Regions from separate parts of the Mus musculus genome. Here regions 2, 3, 4 and 5 are each linked to region 1. Evidence: chromatin contacts called from public Hi-C and HiChIP or PLAC-seq data. All regions are on one chromosome and are shown on one strand. Each heading gives the region's core, a stretch centred on a gene start, on an enhancer-like site or on the middle of the called end of the contact. The rest is flanking DNA. Distances are from core to core; before and after follow the strand shown. Region 1 has its middle 18 kb from the start of Ahr. Region 2 has its middle 41 kb from the start of Agr3. Region 3 has its middle 100 kb from the start of Mir680-3. Region 4 overlaps Tspan13 (tetraspanin 13). Region 5 has its middle 87 kb from the start of Gm40388.

Region 1 (2,700 bases), core at 99-2,598:
TAATTATTATGTAAGCTCTTCATAAAAGTTTCATTATTTCCTCATTCCTCTTTGCCCCTGGCCCTTTTCTCCTCCTCCCTGCTCTGAACACAGCCTTACACACAGGAAGCAGGGGCCTCCCTCTGAGCAGTATCCTCAGCCACAAGACCTTCCTCTCTCTGCTTATTGTCCCCACCTTAGTTTACCCATGCATCCAACGAACCCACCTTCCATGCTTAATCCGGGCAATTTTTCAGTTTGCGACTTGTCTGTAGAGAAAGGCCCGTGCAGGTTTTTACACAGTGACTGTATGAGGTGTAGCATTGTAAACCCCTGAGCAGCGTAAGCACTGTCACGTGACTATGCTACTTCTCTTCCCCTTCATTAACGTGACTTCACTCTAATAAATTAAGCACAGTGAACCCAAAGTTGGGTTCTGTTCCAGAAGCGTGGAAGGGTGGGAGAAGGGTAGAGGGCCAGACCAGTAGGAAATCATCAAGCTGATGCTCGATTTCCTTTGTTTGTATTGAGGTAGAGAACAAATCCAGGAAGAAAGAGAAGATGAAGAAAACCAGCCTACCACAGGGAGTGTATTCATCAATACCCTGATGCTAATCTCTGCTTGTTATACCAAGCCTTTGCTAAAGCATTGCACAGCCTCCTGGGATATGGAGCATGGCTTCACCACATAGAGGCTTTGCTCTGCTTCATTTCATCCTTCAATCCATGGACTTCTTAGCTGTGCCTCCTTCAGGACGATGGGAGAACATTTATGTTGTAAGCCTAGGTGAATATTTTCAGACTGTTCCACGACATTTTTAAGTCTTGATGTTTCTCAAATGTATTGGTTCCTTAACTTACAGATTCAGATATTTAGCAGAGATCGATGAACTACCATTAGTATTGGCCTTTGAGTTGTTAGATTGCCTCTGAGAATTCAGTACCATATATGACAGACATGGATGGTGCTCTATATTGTGGGAAACAGCAATTACCGAGAAGCTGGGGAAGCCTGGAGATAAGGGAAGTGCCCAGTTCCGTGGAAGAATGTGGTGTTCCCAGCAGAAGCAGCTTTACCCTACCTGCTGCCTGGAGGGATCACAGGACAGTCACTTAGGGCCACTTCGAGGATTTGGTAGGACAGTTGCATTTCTACGGAGTATTTCCTGTTTGACATTCAGTAAATACCCAACAAGTGCCACTTACAATAACTGCATGAGTGATTTTATGTTATGAATAGTTTTATTGTTTTGAGTTTCACTTCTTAAAATTCTCTTTGCTTTAACTCTCAGCAATTATGTGTTTCACTTCTGACTCAAAACTTCTGACTCAGCCGAGTCAAACAGATAGCACAAGAAGCAGAGGGTCAGCACCACTTCACAGACTGTCTCAGTGTGAGTATGAAGACATTTAAAGATCTTTTACCATAACAAAAGGCAGGCTATGAAGCTGGAACAAATGAGGCCCGGTATCATGGAAATATCATGCTTGCCTCTAGAGCCCCAAATCCTAAAATAAGCAGAGAATAAAAGTTGATCTCCAAATTTAGAAAAGATGCTTCTAGTAAGACTTCCTCCCATGGTTTATTAAAGTAGCTGCAGAACACTACTTGCAATTTATAATGGGCCACATTACACACATAATAGTTCAAATGCAGTCACATTCCTTAGAATGCAAGTTATGCTCAATACTCTATTGTGCTTCAGCCCAACAATGAAGAACTCTATGGCAGTGTTTCTCTCTTCTGTCAATGAAGGGAAGTAGGTACACTAATACATATCCCTGAATGCTTTTTATTCATTCTAGACATCACTGCAAAGTACCCTGGACTGTCTTAGCTTGAGATCTGGGGCTAACTACTAATACTCTCCATTTCAATGTGACTGCAGTGGAGCTGGTCAAGCCACATTGAGTGATGAGAGGAAATATAACCCTTGATGAGAATCTGGTTATGTCAGGGGTGAGATGCTAGCAAGGACTATAGGTATTGGTAAAGAAAACTGTGGGCTGCAGAGATGGCTGTGGAGGAAGAGAGCATGTACAAACACAGGACCTGAGTTCAATCCCTAGCCCTCTCATAAAAAGCTTAATATGTCCACTTATGTATTTCTAGGGAATGGAGACTAAAGTGTTGCTGGATCCTTTTGTCCACTATCATAGCTCCAGGTCTAGTGAGAGGCCTTGTCAAAAATGGATTAAGGTGGAGCGTAATCAAATAGGGTGCCCAATGTCTTCATTTAGACTCTGTACATGTGCCTGTATGTAACCCCTATGCACATGCAACTTCATAGAGACACAGACATAATCTATTAAACTGTTTGATATCATTGGGGTGTGTATCATGCAATGGCTTAAATGGACAAAATTCCTTAAAGGCTCACATGCATGAAAACTTGTTTCCATTGAATGATACTGCTTTGGAAGTTTTCAAAGCTTTAGGGAGTGGGGCCTTGTGGGATGAAGTAGGTCACTGGAGGAGGACTTCAGATTACACCTGGGCATCTTCTTGTTCATTTTTTGATTGTGTACATATTGTGGAAAGCCACCTTCTGCTCCTAACACCATACATTCCCTTCCCAAATGGATCATATCCTCCTGGAACTCTGACATCAAATAAAGCCTTCCTTCCTCCCTTAAGTTGCTTGTATCAGGTTTCTGTTACAGCAACAAGAAAGGAATACAACTTTGCATCTGGCCTGCATGCAGACCAAGGGCATTCAC
Region 2 (2,700 bases), core at 70-2,569, 330 kb before region 1:
GGGAGTTAATTTTTAACAAAGATTTATTTTCATGTAAGGATACATATTTGTCTCAGTGTCTGTATGGCAGGTGTATGCAAGAACCCGTGGTATCGGATCTCCTGGAGCTGAAGTTATGTGCAGCTGTGAACCATATAACTTGGGTGCTGGGAATCGAACTCAGATCCTCAGAAAGAGCAGCAAAAGAGCTCCTAACAGGTGCTCCATCTTTCAGATCATACGTTTTTACTTGTTTCTACCAACACTCCTCTCTTAGACACAGGACTAAGAACGATTTATTCTTTACTAGAATAAAGGGGATAACTAATTAAATAACTAACGAATAAGTTAAAAAATGGTCACCCATTATTGACTCTTCTAAGGAGTCCATCCGTGTTATGTTTCCTCAAAGAACTCAGGGCCGTTTAGATTCTCTCCAAGCAAAGAGAGATCGTTTCTGCCTTAGAATAGGAAGAAGCAATGGTGACCACAATCCCCAGGATCAGAAGACCATAGAGTCATGGTAAGTTTTTAAAGTTAATAGAAAGGTAACTTCAGTGTTAAAATGGGGCCAAATAGGGATAATGGCTGCCGGGCGCCTTTGGGCTTTCCTGACTTCTCTCAGCTGCTCTCTGCTACATCCTGATGGAACCAGATCGATGACTGTGCACAGATTGCACATGCAAACATTTTCACTTGGCTCCCGACAAGAATTAAACAAACATCAACGGATGCCTAACATGTTTTCTTGAGGGCTTTTCTAGATTTTCATCGGAGGCTACGAGTTTCGTTAAAACATTCATGATTTCACTGTGCGATTTTTTTTTTTTTTCGGAAGAGCTCAGCGGAATGGGCAGACTGGGAGTTCCAGAGACTGGGAGCCAGAACTTGGAAGTCACTGTCCACCTTAAAACATCCACTGGGAGGGGAGGCGTGCAGGTGGGGCTGTGTCTTAGTTGCTGTGGTTTACGGGTGCCACAGTTACTTTTCCGCTGTTCTCTCTTCCAACACCGCTCGAACTCTCTTCAAGCTGCTTCCCTTTTTAAGACCCTGTTTCTCGCTTCCCCTTCCCTCTGGTTCCTCCCCGTGTTATTCCTCCCTTCCCCCAACCTTATTTTTGTGACTTTTCCCTCATAACAGACTCATCCCCTGCTCTGCTTAGAAACTAGTCTTTTTGTTTTTCTATGGGTCCCACTGCTTTGCTTTGCAAAGAACTGGGAATTTGTTTACACAGTTATGTTTGCACACTAAAAGCCTGCTTACTTGAATTGGCTCCCACTGTGAGACAACCTCCACTTCTGCTGCTTACATTTTTCCTACACAGGAGACATTCACAGGGCACCCAGCTGCACAAGGTGGCGCTATGTGCTCACCGACCACACATTCTAATAGTAGCTTGGTCTTGATCAGAACAAAGCTCTTTGTTTTTGTTTGCTTGTTTGTTTGTTTTTTTGTTTGTTTGTTTGTTTTAAAAAAAGAAAAGCAGCATTCTCATATAGGCAGAAGATGGCAATGTTTCCTGTTCTCTGACATGTTTCCTCAGTGTGTGTGGAGTTAATTATTGCTCCTTGGATGTGGGCTTGCAGTCTCAAACCTCCTATACCCCTTTTAGAAATGTAAAGCTCTAAAGAGAGATCCATTTGCTGGGTGCAGTTGCCCCTTTAATGTCAGCACTTGGGAGGCAGAAGCAGGCAGATCTCCAGGAGTTTGAAGACAGTCTGGTCTATATAACAAGCTCCAGGTCAGCAAGGCTATATAATGTCTCAAGGAAAGAAAAAAAATAATGATAATTACTTTCAGCAAATTGTTTATATGAAGGTCGAAATATAAATGCCAACAGTGGCTCCTCCTTAAACCTCTTCCTTAAACTACCAAAACTACTGCTGACCCATAGGTTTTCCCATTTCTCTCTAGGCATGTCCTGGATAAAACTTGGACCTCACACTTCCTCAGATCCCATCAGCTTCTTCACCCTGAAACTCCCACAGTGGACCGCCTACCCCCACCCCAAGAAGACCCAGAGAACTGTCACAGTGTTGTGGGCTCCCATTCCCATACTACATGGGTGGCACAGGCCAATTCTTTTGCTTCTCCTGCAGTGCTTAATTATACACAGACTGAAGAGCTAGGGATCGGAGGAGTAGAGATACCCAGAAGGCCCATTTTCAATAGCTAGGGTCTGAAAAGACGTCCAGGACATGATTACCACATGGCCCTGGTTGTCTGACTCATAGAGTACACTTTGTGGAATGTTGACTTAGTAAAGAAAATTAAAAAATAAAAATAAAAACCATTGGATTTCTCAGGGATTGAAGATTAAACAAAGTAATAAAGACATATATTTATAATAACAGTATAACAAGCCACATTATTGCATATGCTAGAGTTTATATAAGTCAAGTAATAGATTTGTAGGTAAGTCACAATGCCAAACAAGATCATGCAAGCATGTTATGTGTTACGAACCAGGATTAGTTCCCTGGGGCCTCTGATTTGTGGGACTTCCTCATAGCGCTCAGCTGAGGTGCTGCATGCCACCTGTGCTGAGGCTTGCCTCTGCTACACAGTTTCCAGGGTCTTGTCAATAAGTACTGACATGTTCATGCCATGCTAACCTGTGCAACAGTTTTCTGAGGGACCTGAAAGCAGGAAGAAAAACAGACTGATAAGAGAGTCCATAGAACTACTTACTCACAGTGAGGCAATTAAATTAAAAAGGCA
Region 3 (2,700 bases), core at 187-2,686, 260 kb after region 1:
ATATTGGCTATTGGTTTGCTGTACATTGCTTTTATCATGTTTAGTATGGGCCTTAAATTCCTGATCTCTCCAATACTCTCAACATGAAGGGATATTGTATTTTGCCAAATGCTTTTTCAGCAAATATTGTGATGATCATGTGATTTTTTCTTTAAAAAAATATATATATAGGATTACATTGATGGATTTCTGTATATTGAACTAGCCTGTATCCCTCGGATGAAGCCTCCTTGATCATGGTAAGTGATCATTTTGATGTGTTCTGTGATTCAGTTTGTGAGAAATCTTTTGAGTATTATTTCATTGATGTTCATAACTGAAATTGTTCTGAAGTTCTCTTTCTTTGTTGGGTTTAGATATCAGAATAACAGTGGCTTCATAAAAATAATTAGTTAGTGTTCCTTCTGTTTCTATTTTGTGGAATAGTTTGAGGTGTATTGGTATTAGGTCTTCTTTGAAGGTCTGATAGACTTCTACACTAAAACCCTAAAATCATCTGGCCCTGGGTTTTTTGTTGTTTTGTTTTGTTTTGTTGTTTTTTTCAGCCTTTTAATGACTGCTTCTATTTTCTTAGAGGTTATAGGACTGTTTAGATAGTTATAAACATAAAAGAATAAAACTAAAGCTAAGAAGGATCAGTAAGAGTAATGGTTTATTTCATTATTATGTTAGCTGGCCATATGATAAAGCATTTAATATAGTGATGAACACAAAGGATGTCCCCCCACCATGTGCCAGGAGAGACAAAATCAAGCAATAAGCATTTCTGTATTACTTTCAACCTTCTAATTTTTCTTTTTTTTTCTTTTTGATTTTTTGATTTTGTTTTATTTTGGTTTGGTTTGGTATTTTTGGTTTTTTGAGACAGGGTTTCTTTGTCCTGGAACTCATTCTGTAGACCAGGCTGGCCTCAAACTCAGAAATCCTCCTGCCTCTGCCTCCCAAGTGCCGGGATTAAAGGCATGTGCCACCACTGCCCAGCCTAATTTTTCTTTATATTACTGGACAATGAGACTTTTTTTTTCTAACTAGGGACACTGCATGATACTTTCATGTTGTAGGGAGAGGGAAAGTCAGGCTAACTTGGGTATGCTATGTTCCCTTAGAGCAAATTAGAGCAAGGTCATGAGAGATAAACAGAGCCAAGCCTGGGAGCAGTTGTGCTTCACTGGGTTTTCTGTTCCTTAATTGGTTTGGAGTGCTGTGGTTCCTTTAAAATATGGGGGAGGTTATTCTACTGAGTGGTGAGTAACTCTGGCCATAGCTACAGGAACAAACAAAACAACAAAAAGCTTAGGGGAAAAAAAAACCCACAAGCACTCAGACTGAAAAAGTAACCAAGCCAAAAATGCCATTTGACTATTGCAAAATGATCGGGCACACACTGAAAGCCAAACATGCTTACAAGTTCAGCAAGCCCCAAATATGCCATGTCATTAGTGTCTTTCCTTCCAAGTATTCTGTCCACATACTCTGAGCTGTTTACCACAAAGAAAAGATGCATCACCTTGTTAAATCATTTCTAAAGCAGGAGGGGAGAAGGAAAAGAAAAAAAAGAAGGGGATAAGTGGGGTGAGGGGAGGGGCTGTGAGAGAGGACCAGGAAGAGGGCAGTGGTCTATGATTAGAGTATTAAAATGAATAAATTAATTAGTTAATGAAAAGGGAAAAGGTGGGAAAGGGAAGGAGTAAGGAAGGAAAAATTAGGAAAAAGGAAACAGGGGGTAGGGAAGGAGAAAGGGAACAAAGAGAATTACTGGAAAAAAATACAATAAAAAGTTTTCAAGTGACTTAATGTGAAATTTTCAAAAAACCTCCATGCTCCACCAGATAAATATTTCTGCATATTCTCAGAAATGGGTCACACTTCCCACATACTTAAAAACATCCTTTACAGTTAATCTATCAATAGCAACCCTACCAGACATTTTATCTTAAAATTTGTCTTGGGCCTGAAGACAGCGTGGTAGTAAAAACCTTGTACAGATCTCCATCAGCCAGGTGAAACAGCTTGGTGTGCTGAGACACTTGCCACCCTAGCCTAGGGAGGGGAAGCTGGAAAAGTCTCAAGATTCGCTGGCCAGCCAGACTAGCCAGTCTGTGAAGAGACCCTGCCTCAGACAATAAGGTAGAGAACAACTGAGCTTGACATTTTGATGCCAACCTCTGTCATCCACACATACACATGTAGGCACATACGTAGCATAGACATGTGTACAAACACACACATGTACACACACATACATATACAATTCTTTGTCCTTTCATTTTTATATGGCTTGTTCGGAAGGAACCAAGAAAGGAAACATAACAAAGCTATGTGAACACAAAGACTGTTTGTTGGACATTCTCCAAACCCAGCTGTAAACATCCACTCTTTGTTCGAATCCTTACAGCCACCTACCCAGTCACATGACAGCAGCATGACCAGCTTTGTCCACCAGAGCTCTTTGCATGGAAATGTACTAAATGTACTAAATGGACATACCAGCCACACTTCTTTCAATGACAAGAAACTGATCAAGTAGAAAATGTGGGAAAGTGGACATTCAGGCTAACTGTCTCCCTGTCTTTAATTGAAGCATTGTCTACTTCTCTGAATTAAACTGTCAGTTTAATTCAAGCTAGCTGAGCTGTTTATCATCCAGGAAAAAATCTAGTAGATGCTGAAGATATGCCAGATTACATTTCTACAGATCTT
Region 4 (2,700 bases), core at 171-2,670, 480 kb before region 1:
GAATGGGGTCCCTTGGAACTGCAGTTACAGACGGTTGTGAGTCACCGCGTTAGATGCTGGGAGTTGAACCTGGATCCTCTGAAAGAGTAGCCATAGCCTTCAACTACTAAACCATCTCCCCAGCCTCTGGAAATGTTTTAAGTCAAAGTACTTTCATAAATGTTAAAAATATAGTGAAAACTATGCTGTTATTTATGGGAAATAATACAAAATGAAATAAACATGCTAAAATATGCAACCTTTTGAAAATTTACTTTTTCGTTCTGGTACCAGCAACTAATGTCAGGGCTTTACTCTTGTTGAGCACGCTCTTCCCCACTGAATTATGTTTGCTTGCTTTGGGGAGCGTTCTCCTGAAGCATTAAAAATTGCCCCATCTCTATTTTCCGAAGACATAAGTGATATCTGTTTTTACATGTCTAAAATATGATTGTTGTGTTAAGGGGAGCCTGAGGCCCTGAGCTGAGCCTTTTGACCCTCATGGTGGAAGTCCTGATTTTTGCAAGTTATCCTCTGAGCATCACATGTGCACCATGGCTCGCATGTACTCCACCCACCCCACACAGTGAATGGATAGACATAATTAAAAAAAATAAAATTGGGATATATTTTATAATAGAATGAAAAAAAAGTTCATTCTATCTGATCGAAAAATGTCTCTGGATTTATTCAGGAACTCAGCCTTTCCAACTCCACCCCTAAACCAAGCAGCATTTTTTTTTAAATATCTACATACAGTCTTTTCATTTGCAAATTGATAATATTTTATTCTTCCCTCACGGAAATGTGGCAAAGATAAAATAATTTAGTGTGTAGAAAACACTTAACAAGTACCACAGAACTGAAACTAAGTCCCTACAGCTTCAAGTATGGAAGGTAAATTATTTGAAACTTTTGAATTATGAACCTGTGTGTTATAATCAAAGATTTTTATGCTATTGGGTTTTTGACATCTACAGGTTGCTATTAAGTCAACATGTTCCAAGAAAGTAGAGGTCTTATCCATAATAAAAAAATAGTCCTTAACTTGTAAGAAACTAATGACTGCTTGGCAGTTGTGACACATGCCTAAATTCCCAGCATTCATGAGGCAGAGACAGTCATACATCTGTAGTGAGAGGTTGGGTTTCCGTAAAAACTCAGTTATGTTATATAAACATGGTTTTGTGTTAATCCCAGGTGTGAGCTATGGGGCTGCTTCAGACTGTCCACAGTGGCAGGCTGTGTGCTTCCGGTGTGCTCTAGCCGGGCTGTAATTGTGCCAGCTGCAGATAGGGTAATTCTGAGGACTCTGGCTGGAGAGACGACTCAGTGGTTAAGAGCACTGAGTGCTCCTCCGGAGTTCAATTCCCAGGAGTTGCTGTTCCTGCTCGTGCTGCCGCTATTGCTGGTTGGATATATCCATCCTTGGATCACAAGGACGCTGGACTTCGGGCATAGGTCATTAGTCATTGTCACACTCTAGTTTGTGAAGTTTCTGAGTATTCTGGTTAGTGATGTCAAAATCCCTGGCTGTCAGCCAGCGAGAAACAGAAACCAAGAGAGGGATTTTCGTTCTTTGTGCCTTTTTGTCCCCAAACTAGTAGTCTCCTCAGAGTGACATGAAGATGTGTACGCAGAAGCACCGAGGAGACTTACAAAGTTACTACCATAACAGAAGCTTGGGATAGAAGGCTAGCTAGCCAAAGTCAAAGAAACAGACAAGCTCTAGGCCTGTATTGAGAGTGGGACCAAGACAATTTCTAATGGACTGAAAATGCAGTGCATGAAGTAAATGGCAGATAACTCATGTGTTGTGGCCCAGTCCCCTGGAAAGATGGAATTGTCATTAACAGGACCAGTTTTAGATGTGATGTCAAGAGATCCTCAGGCAGTGTTGTTAGCTAGCCTTTGAGGCTAGCCGCGTTGAACTTCAGGGGAGATGGCTGCCGGGAGGTACCATGACGGCGCCATGAGCATCGAGAATGTTAGCAGAGTTGTGATTGGATGAATCAGTCAGTCAGTGAAAGTAGCTCAAGAAGGGCAATGGTCCACTGACCAAAGCAATGACGTTATACAAGGTCTAGGTAACCAGGTGGATTCTGCAAAGGGGCCAAGGAAGGAGTATGTGTTTAAGCAGGAGAAGAACTTGATAGTAGAGTTTGTTGTTGGAGAAACTGCATGCAGCACAGGGTCCAGGAGATGGGATTGAAGCTGTGTGTCAAGTGGTGCTGAGAAAGAGACTAAAATGAAGTTAGCTGTTGAGCTCAGGTACTCACCACCACTCCTGGATTATTCAGTGTTGGGGACTGAACCCAGTGCTTGGTACGTGGTAGACAGCTACTCTATCCACCATGCTCCATCCCTGGACACTAATGATAGGATTGAACATAAAGTCATTGAAAAGAGCTGTTCTCACCCCAGCCTACTTTTATTTAAAACAACCATGTCCAGTGTTACTTACAAGTACGTAAGGACTATGTCCCCATTATTTGCTTTGCTGAATGTCCAATGCGATCCTAGCATTAGTTATTGAGAGGCAGCTATGCTTTTCACCGATGTGGTACCGAGCATTAGTTACTAAATGCAGAAGTCAGCATGGGCTGCTCTTCCAGTAACCCTACCTCTTTTTTTGTAACTGCTGCCCTGAAAAAAAAATGGGGTGGGACTTTGTTGGCAGCTGTGGTTACCATTTCAAATAATTGACCCTGGAAAATGGTT
Region 5 (2,700 bases), core at 117-2,616, 280 kb before region 1:
TACAAAGCACCATTTCTAAAGTAGACCTTTGTGGGGAGTTGTTCTAGTAGCATGGAGGGTGAGGGTGGTGAAGACACAATGAGTTATCTGGGAAGAAGACTTTGGAGACCAGCACCAGAGTGCAGATCTAGGTTAATTCAGGATTTCACTGGCATATGTATACATACTTCATTCAGTCAGCTATAGTCCAATAATCTTGAATGGTGTGCAACTGTGTAATGTGAGGGTGTACGTGAGGAACAGCATGTCCTAGCAGTGTGTTTGTGGACAGAGGGCAGGAAGCAGGCAATGCCCTGGGCTTGGCACCATTTTGTGTGTCTCTGGTATGTCGGACCCCATTATGTGTCATGTACTTCTGGAGACTCAGGTCTGCTCAAGCAGCTGGAGGAACCGGTTGTGCTTCTCACATCTTCTGTCTTTTAGAGACACCATCTGGACAGAGACTGTGCCCTCAGACCCTGCTGAGGTTGAAAACAAAACAAAAGAACCCCAAGCCCCAATTCTCCCAGCGTTTCCTTCTTTGTCCCCACCAAACTATCATTGAGTCACATTTTGAGAACTCTTGCTTGCCCAAGCTGCACTTTTTCTACTAGGAAATGCAGTTAATGTGAAGCCATTTGATGATCTTAAGAGTCCCTAGAGGATGTGGGGTTGCTCCCCACTCCAGGCCCAGCCAAATCAGACCCTTGACTGTATTGACGAAATGTCTCTCTCCTCTTATCTTGTTGGTTTAAGATAAGCTGATACAGAATTGGATCTACATTTTTCAATGCTGTTAAAATTGGTTCTAAGTCGGGGAACATGTTACCCTTTTACCACCCAGAGGCAAACAAGTTCCAGAAGAGGAGCAAGCCAGTGGTTGACGTTGTGCTCCTCAGTATTCTAGTACTTGGCTTTCAGTATCAAGGTGCAGCAAGCCGCTGGCACTCCATCCATGGCTTCTGTCTTCTAGGAAGGAATAAGACATTTTCTATGGAGATAATGTCATCCACTTTGTCTAGAACTTCACAAGATGGCAGTAAGAGAACAAATCATACAATATTTGAGCAGGTTAGTTTTTCACGCTAGTGAAATTGATTTAGATTACTTAGGATAAGAACAGCTACTTGGTGATGCAGACTCATCTCTCCCATGACTGAAAGAGGCTAAGTAGGCATTCTCCTCTCCTCTCTTCTCCTCTCCTCTCCCCTCTCTTACCCTCCCTTCTCCTCCCTTTCTTCTCTTTCTTAAGAATGTCTCATGTAGCTCAGTCTGCCTCCAACTTTCCATGTAGCCAAAGATGCTCTTTGACTTTTGATCTTCTTGCCTTTACCTCTCAAGTGCTGGGATTAAAGGGGATCAAGCTCAGGGTGTTGTGCATTCCAGGCAAACATTCTACTCACCGAGCTATAGCCCCAGCCCACAGGCATTCTTTCCTTATATCCTTTGGTCTTGTATTTGCCCTAAGGAATAAATCTCCTGTTTTTGACCATTGTTTTTGCTGCAAAAACTACGAATAAAGCCGCTCTACTGACTATAAAAATGTAGAGATGTTTCATCTGGAAATTAGTCTTGTTAGCCTACTTTTCTGTTTGTTTTTGTTCCTGTGGTCTGTGTATCCACAGAGCATTCTTCAGCTTCCTCATTTCCCTGCTCCTCTCTAGAGATTGCTAGTTACTCAGTCAGAACAGCCTTTTCTCTGCCTTGCAACCAGAATGAGTCACACTCACTTCCAGATTCTTGAATCATAGGGTTATGAATCTTTTACTTCTTGAAAAATCTTCTCCTGTAAGTTTTCAAGAGGGAGCATTTAGTAAGCAATTTTCTTTCCTGCTAGGTCCTTGCCCTGTTCCCAAGCCATGTGATTTGTCTAGAACGTTGCCTTTTCTTTTCTAATGTTGGGTGCATGACTCCAGTTCACCTCTTCTGTTTTCATCTCCTGTCTAGTGTTGCTTCAAGGATAGTAAACAACTCAACCAAACTCTTTTACTGAGACTGTTGCCAGGGGCATTGCAGATCTTTCCCACCCCCACATACAGGGGGAGGGAGGATAGGGAGTAGATGACCTCATAGGTGGCAAAAGAGTTATAGAGCAGGTGGGGTGAAAGCATTCTTAAGCAAAGCCTTCCAGTGTCTGCTTACTAGTGCTGCTGAAAGAGGCTGAGCTCTGAGTAGACATCCCAGGAAAGGATTAGACTCCAGGAGAACTAATCTCAAGATTTCTCTGCTTCTTTTCCTCATCTCAGTCCATAAACAACCCAGAGAAAATGGATCAGAACATGACTGCACTTCTGGGAAAGGGAACAGCAGAATGGGACATGGATCAATTAGTTTGAGAGGAGTATGAGGAACGGCATGTTTATAATATTTGGAAGGAAGTTAACATCAGTTAGTAATTTCTCTGTTCCCCAGAACGTGATCTTTGAACAACTCTGAAGGCAACCAGTTCTCCAAGATTAGTAAGGACCCTGATCTAATTAATCTAAAGTTAATTATTATTTAATTTACATGGCAAAGGAAAGGAGGAGGAATTTTACACTTGCCACTCGTGGTAGGTGTATATATGTTCTGTTCTGTTTCACCCTACACAGAATTTGTAATAAAGAAAGAAGAGATGCATTTTCAAAGCTACAACTGTGTAAGGGCTATGGAAATATAAAGAAACTGGAACAAAGTCCCTATTGTATAGGAAATATTCAGGGAAAACCAGTTAACTGTGGC

What was found. A called contact is a pair of places that touch in the nucleus more often than the background predicts. HiChIP or PLAC-seq counts read pairs in DNA pulled down with a chosen protein or histone mark.
Region 2: an H3K4me3 HiChIP or PLAC-seq map of bone marrow-derived macrophages shows a contact between it and region 1, with 5 times the contacts expected there. The contact joins two enhancer-like sites. A contact is called at or near these places in 1 of 15 datasets of contacts at CTCF or cohesin (the NIH/3T3 cell line), 1 of 484 Hi-C or Micro-C datasets (bone marrow-derived macrophages) and 2 of 115 datasets of contacts at active chromatin or transcription factors (bone marrow-derived macrophages and large pre-B cells).
Region 3: an H3K4me3 HiChIP or PLAC-seq map of the 230-238 cell line shows a contact between it and region 1, with 14 read pairs. The contact joins two enhancer-like sites. A contact is called at or near these places in 1 of 15 datasets of contacts at CTCF or cohesin (the NIH/3T3 cell line), 1 of 484 Hi-C or Micro-C datasets (cerebellum) and 2 of 115 datasets of contacts at active chromatin or transcription factors (the 230-238 cell line and bone marrow-derived macrophages).
Region 4: an H3K4me3 HiChIP or PLAC-seq map of bone marrow-derived macrophages shows a contact between it and region 1, with 5 times the contacts expected there. The contact joins two enhancer-like sites. A contact is called at or near these places in 1 of 39 promoter capture datasets (pre-B cells) and 2 of 115 datasets of contacts at active chromatin or transcription factors (CD8 T cells and bone marrow-derived macrophages).
Region 5: a contact with region 1 is called in a Hi-C map of bone marrow-derived macrophages, with 37 read pairs. The contact joins two enhancer-like sites. A contact is called at or near these places in 3 of 15 datasets of contacts at CTCF or cohesin (CD8 T cells, the NIH/3T3 cell line and large pre-B cells), 3 of 484 Hi-C or Micro-C datasets (bone marrow-derived macrophages, embryonic fibroblasts and nephron progenitors) and 9 of 115 datasets of contacts at active chromatin or transcription factors (the 230-238 cell line, the NIH/3T3 cell line, T-cell acute lymphoblastic leukemia and 6 more).

Annotation. Positions count from the first base shown.
Region 1 is chr12:35,551,914-35,554,613 of GRCm38.p6, reverse strand. No RefSeq gene overlaps it. Among named protein-coding and RNA genes, the nearest start is that of Ahr, 18 kb to the right of the region's middle. Within about 2 kb of position 1,348, at least 43 of the 459 cell types and tissues checked have an H3K27ac peak or open chromatin away from gene starts, as enhancers often do. A contact at or near this core is called in the 230-238 cell line, CD8 T cells, Th17 cells and 1 more, where this site is marked.
Region 2 is chr12:35,883,705-35,886,404 of GRCm38.p6, reverse strand. No RefSeq gene overlaps it. Among named protein-coding and RNA genes, the nearest start is that of Agr3, 41 kb to the left of the region's middle. Within about 2 kb of position 1,319, at least 32 of the 459 cell types and tissues checked have an H3K27ac peak or open chromatin away from gene starts, as enhancers often do. A contact at or near this core is called in bone marrow-derived macrophages, where this site is marked.
Region 3 is chr12:35,293,482-35,296,181 of GRCm38.p6, reverse strand. No RefSeq gene overlaps it. Among named protein-coding and RNA genes, the nearest start is that of Mir680-3, 100 kb to the right of the region's middle. Within about 2 kb of position 1,436, at least 87 of the 459 cell types and tissues checked have an H3K27ac peak or open chromatin away from gene starts, as enhancers often do. A contact at or near this core is called in the 230-238 cell line and bone marrow-derived macrophages, where this site is marked.
Region 4 is chr12:36,035,656-36,038,355 of GRCm38.p6, reverse strand. All of the region lies in intron 1 of Tspan13 (tetraspanin 13), which reads left to right. Among named protein-coding and RNA genes, the nearest start is that of Tspan13, 5.5 kb to the left of the region's middle. Within about 2 kb of position 1,420, at least 69 of the 459 cell types and tissues checked have an H3K27ac peak or open chromatin away from gene starts, as enhancers often do. A contact at or near this core is called in CD8 T cells and bone marrow-derived macrophages, where this site is marked.
Region 5 is chr12:35,832,462-35,835,161 of GRCm38.p6, reverse strand. No RefSeq gene overlaps it. Among named protein-coding and RNA genes, the nearest start is that of Gm40388, 87 kb to the right of the region's middle. Within about 2 kb of position 1,366, at least 100 of the 459 cell types and tissues checked have an H3K27ac peak or open chromatin away from gene starts, as enhancers often do. A contact at or near this core is called in the 230-238 cell line, Th17 cells and bone marrow-derived macrophages, where this site is marked.